Regions from separate parts of the Gossypium hirsutum genome. Here region 2 is linked to region 1. The links are chromatin contacts, called in public Hi-C maps. All regions are on one chromosome and are shown on one strand. The core of a region is the stretch at or near the end of the contact, and the rest is flanking DNA. Distances in the headings are between cores, read along the strand shown. Region 1 holds the start of LOC107946422 (protein NRT1/ PTR FAMILY 4.6). Region 2 holds the start of LOC107946428 (ACD11 homolog protein).

The links. Hi-C and Micro-C count contacts between places; a contact is called where the count stands out from the background.
Region 2: a Hi-C map of leaf shows a contact between it and region 1, with 1.5 times the contacts expected there. The contact joins the promoter of LOC107946428 here to the promoter of LOC107946422 in region 1. A contact is called at or near these places in 7 of 34 Hi-C or Micro-C datasets (callus and leaf).

What each region holds. Positions count from the first base shown.
Region 1 is chrD12:51,044,031-51,046,730 of Gossypium_hirsutum_v2.1, reverse strand. LOC107946422 (protein NRT1/ PTR FAMILY 4.6) reads left to right here and starts at 1,287. Exons shown (of 5, transcript XM_016880740.2): 1 at 1,287-1,492; 2 at 1,673-1,784; 3 at 1,898-2,115. The coding sequence starts at 1,490.
Region 2 is chrD12:51,212,777-51,215,703 of Gossypium_hirsutum_v2.1, reverse strand. It overlaps LOC107946428 (ACD11 homolog protein), which reads right to left and starts at 1,510. Exons shown (of 3, transcript XM_016880751.2): 1 at 1,183-1,510; 2 at 925-1,097; 3 at 189-781. The coding sequence starts at 1,419. The coding sequence ends at 529.

The DNA of each region.
Region 1 (2,700 bases), core at 38-2,537:
ACAAATTATATAATACTGGTTTAAAACTGAAACATATCGATCGATATAAAAATGATACCGAAAATCATGTTGCCAGCATAAATTCTATCATGTCAGTTAACTTTAACTAAACCAAAGAATTAAATCTTCTTCTAAGGTATCTTTATTTTTACATATAGTTTTAGAAAGATCACCATCAATGGTCGTACCACTAGGCATGTTAAGTGGACGATGGTGGGTATGTCCTTAAAAAAGCTATAATTTGACTCACTTTTTCTCCATTATTTCTTGGTCAAGATTTTTACAAGAGACCGTCAAAACTCAATTTAAATAAACAAAATAGATGATAGCAAATCTACAAAGAGTCCATTCGTTCGTGTGAAACTTTGATTTAGGGTTTTGGAAAACAAATAGAGTCAGGCAGAAATGCACTTGTATAAAAGCTGCTATGCATGTACATGTTATCGTCATCCAGGAGACAAAATTCTTGAATTGATCAGTCAGGAGCAAAGCTTAAAGGATCATGTTGGAACACGTATACGGGGAGGATTAGCGAATCAATTCTTTCATCTTAATCATATATTTTATTATTATAGTAGTGGTACTGGAAACATGGAAAATAATTAAAAAATCCCAAAGATTAAAGATTTGCTTCCCTTTTAACATTGTTGCTATTTACCGAAAGCTAACATACTATAATTAGGAGGCTGAGGCTTTAACAACTTTACATTTAATAATTGAATATCAATATACTCAGTATGTGGTTATGTTGAGAGTCAAATATACACCTTATTCCTCTCTTTTACTTTGGGTTGGGAGGATTTCATAGTTCTATCCTAATCTTCCTCTCCTCTTTTTGGATGGTATATAATTTATTTTGATTATTATTGAGTGATATAATTAATTTTTATATTCCCGAAAACAAATGTGTAAAAAGTATTTTTGTTTGTCCAAAATTTATTAGCTAGTTTCATATTTAAAACATATAAAAATTTAATTTATATATTTTTTGAATATGTGATCACTCAAAGGACTTGTTATTATATTTTTACAAAAATGAAACATACAATCATATCCATCGATAATAATAAAGGCAAAGGTATTAGATTGGAATCATAACAGACAGATTTAAATAACTCTAACTACAAATTAGAAAGCACAAATAGAACATAGTCTAATTAGATTAAACAACACATAATAGGATTAATCAATATAAAACGATTTATGCAATATGTGCCAATATCTCATTAGTTATCACAGAAGAATCCTACTTATAAAAAATCATAATCTTAGTTGAAGATTAGAACCATTTGAGTTAAATAACATAGGGGATGGATCGAAGTCATTTTCTAAGGTGTCTAGACATTTCTCTCCTCCAAAGTTCCCTTCCCCACTCTTTAAATACATCCACCACTCACCACCCAGCTTTTCCAATCTAAGTTTCCTCTCTCACCTGAGATCCAATCCAACTTAACCAAGTTGGAAACTTAAGAGAGAGAAACAGCTAGCAATGGTGGGTTCCTCTTTCCTCCCCTAATTTTCTCTCCTTTTTTTTTTTTTTTATGTTCTCCTCCTCTCTTTCACTCCTCCCCCTGGCTTAATTTGCTTTGTTCAAGCTAACATACAAGAAAGCTGTGTATTGCTTTCTTATTTTTCTAATAACGCTTCGTTTTTATTTGAGTTTTGGCCGCAGGAACATGGGGTGAACCTACAGGATACCAGATGGGAAGGCTATGCTGATTGGAGGAATCGACCTGCTCTCAAGGGTAGACATGGTGGCATTTTTGCAGCCTCCTTTGTCTTGGGTAATTTAGCTTAGTTACCTATGAAAGAACCAGCCTGAAAGGGACTACTTATATAATATATATTTATTATCTTTCATTGATATGGTATAATGATAATTTTTGTGTGTCGTCAGTTGTGGAAGTGCTGGAGAACCTGGCGTACTTGGCAAATGCCAGCAACCTAGTGATGTATTTGTCCAAGTACATGCACTTATCTCCATCTAAATCGGCAAACAATGTCACCAATTTCATGGGGACTGCCTTTCTTCTAGCTCTGCTTGGAGGTTTCTTATCTGATGCTTTCTTCACCACTTATCACATCTACTTGATAAGCGCATTCACCGAGTTTCTGGTACTAACTCTCTCCTGCTTCTTCTTCTCTCTATATGCATAACCATTTCTATTGTCGTTTTTGAATTTCATCGATGATTCTTCTTTTTTCCTTTTTTTTTTCTTTTCTTTTGAGAAAGCAAGTTAGAGGCCTTTTGCATGAAAGATGAGCACTTTAGAAAGAAAAAAGACAATGACCAAAAATCTTAGTGTGCAAAGCATTAAAGTTTGGGGGCCGTCATAGGCGCAAAGCAACCCTAAGACTTTGGTATATAGATCCAAGGAACACCGTCTGTTTAGGTACATCTATCGAGGCATTATTGATGAATGCTCATAAATTTCAATCTCTCTATCAGATTCCACATATATATAATTCAAAACAAAACATGAAAAAGAGAAAAAGTAAAAGGGTCTCTTTCAAATTTCAATCTTTCATCACATGAGAAAACTTGCAACAACATTTAGCTTTTGAGATTCTTTCACCTCAAATTTTATTTGATGTCCAATTAAATTGTGAAAAGGCACATTTTAAAGATAAATTTAGACGTGGAGGGGAAGGAGAAACGTCGGGTCCATTGGATAGTCATGAAAATTGAAACGTATCCAA
Region 2 (2,927 bases), core at 261-2,760, 170 kb before region 1:
TTATAATATTATATATTATTATAAATTTAATTTTTATGTATAATAAAATATATAATATATAAAAATAACATATTGAATCTTAGCTGAACTCAAATCTTTTTAAATTTGGGTAAGGATTTTCTTGCCGGCAAGCACAAAAAATTGGGACTTATCTTGTACAATAAATAACTACTGGATTTTTGTCAAAGTAAATCAGAGTGTCTTAGGACTGACTTTTCAATATCCATAAAGAAAAACCAAAGCATAGTAAGGCAAATTCTCTTGTTTTCTGTCAGCTCTCAGCTTTTTTTAATGTACAAATAAACCAAAGATTCCTTTCTTGAAGATAGAACAATATTGCTTTCCATGGAATCAGTTGGTTTTATTATAAACAAACAAACAACCCGAACTTCTTTCCTTGTATGAATTGAAACCTAGGATTGTGTCATTAGACTTTGAAGATGCTCCCATCTGGGAACAAACAAGGTTGTTCATGAAGGATTTAGATTTTTGCAGGTCGAAAGAAAGACCCCCAAATTGATAACTAATTCACCAGTCCAACCTGATCTTTCTAGAAATATAAAGCTTATCGATGTAATCAATCAGTGGGCGTGAAGCTTTGATGTACCTTCTCATTTTCTTCTTTGCTGAATGATCTGTTTCGTTGAGTTTCAGCAAAAGTTGTTCCCTTGATGGAAGTGTATGCATTCCAGCAGAAACAGCAGTCCTTACCGCCCATGTGTGATACGGTGCACATACTTGAGCATAAGCTGTTGAAGCTGCGTTTCTCAATGAGTAATCCCTACAACAACAACAACAACAACAACAACAAAAAAAAAAGGTAAATTCAAGCAACAAACACTTAGAGATGCTCACACTCAAGGATAATACCAGGATTCCCTCGAGAAAAATAAAGAGTTATAGATGGAAGGGCATCTAACGTACTTGGATGACAAAAATTGTTCAAATAAAGCTCGTACGAGGTCAAGACCCTGCCTAACACGACGCAGATCTCGCGAAGGGCTTCTCTGTTTTTTCACTGTCCCATTACCTACATCTGCATCAACTATATTTTCTAAAGTGGCAAACCTTTTTGATGCTTCCACAAGATTACCTACCTGATTTAAACCATCCATCCATCATCAATTAATAACTTAAAGTTTCAGTGATTGGTTCCAAATAGAGGGGGGAAATCAAATAAACCTTGGCGACGTACTCCATCTCCGCAAATTTGAAGGCGAGACCGAGGGAGTTAAAAAGAACAGAAACCAAAGAACAAGCATCGCAGAATTTATCCAACGGAAGCCCTTCATCCTTGGTTCCACACTGCGATAACTCTTCAAACGCCTGCGCTATTGTAGACAATGGAGTTTTGGTCACCATTTTTAATGTCTTCCTTAGAGAATTGCCAAATTCATTCATCTGCTGCGAATGGGTCATGCATCTTTTATTTATCTTGTAATTAAAAAGCCGTGTTCGTTTGAAAACCGTCCAAGGCTTTGAAGTTTCGGCATGGAAACAAGAATCGTGTTACGTGCCGACGCTGTGAAATAAACACAGGTGTTCTGGGAAAGTCAAAAGATCACACTAGAAACACGATTTGCCTACGGAAATGAAATTAGTAATAAATAAAGGAAAATTCCAACATAATTTTCAACTCGTCTGGTTTGGACCAAATGTATCAACATCATCCAATTCCAAACCCCAAATTCAGATTCTAAACGTCATCTTCTCTTTCCAAATATTGAATTATTACACTTCTTTTTTCAAAAATCTTGTAGCTACTAAATTAACTTTACAATCTTCTATAATTTTGACCCCTTTAAGATTACATAAAATTTTAATCTTTTTGCGTATTTTAAATAAAAAATTAAAAACTCTTTAAATTTCAGAAAAAAATATATAAATGATTTTAAAATATAATTTTTTCCCAAAATTCAATCTAATCTAAATTAGATTGAACCAACCAATTAAACAATGAACCAACTAGGGTATCAACCCGACGAGAGGAAAAAATTCAGTTGAGCCATGAATTCATATAGATTGGTTGAACCGACAATTGAACAAATTTTAAACTAATCTGACCAATTGATTTCCAAAATGACCTATTTAACTGGTTAAAAGCAAAAATAAAAAAAAAACTATTAAAAATATAAAAATATGTCCAACTACCAGTTTAACTATTTTTTTAGCTAGATTCAACCAACCTAAACCAGTTCGTGAATCAACCAGTTTTTTACCTCTCACTAGACCGATACCTTAGTTGATTATTAATTCAATTGGTTTGATCCGATTAAGATAATTTTGAATTTTATTATATTTTAAAAATACTTTAATTTTTTAAATTTTAAATAGTGTTAATTTTTTTTATTTTTTTAAAAATTGGGTTAAATATAATTTTAGTACTCAAACTTGTCCACTTTTCCCAAATACTTAAACTTTTTTTCATCAACTAAATTAGCATCTGAGTCTAATATCATTAAGTTTAGGAGATGTGGCGGAATAAAATTATAACATGCTACGTAAATTACATGAGGTTGATATCATAATCTAAAAAAAATATTTTTTTCTTTTGACTTTTCTATCTCGTCTCCGCTCTCTTTTGCAGTTTTCAACTAAAAATCAATTTTCATTTTCCAATAGCCAAAACCAATATCCAAAAAGATCCCAAATCTTAATCCCCAATTTTGTTTCTTCTTCTTCTGTTGGCCTCCTTCCTTTTATTTTTTCTTTTTCCTTTGATGAACCCTAGCCGCCGCCATCTGAGCTCCAATCAAGCACCATCAAAACACTCCTTTCCACCACCTCTCTTCAAATCGTCGATTAGTTTTCCAAGAATCCGACCCAAGTTTGATGAAACAAAGGTCAAAGCCTTGATCTCTTTCTTTCTTCAATCTCCCTTTTACACCGTCAGATTCTTTGATATGTGGCACATCATGTCATGGTTC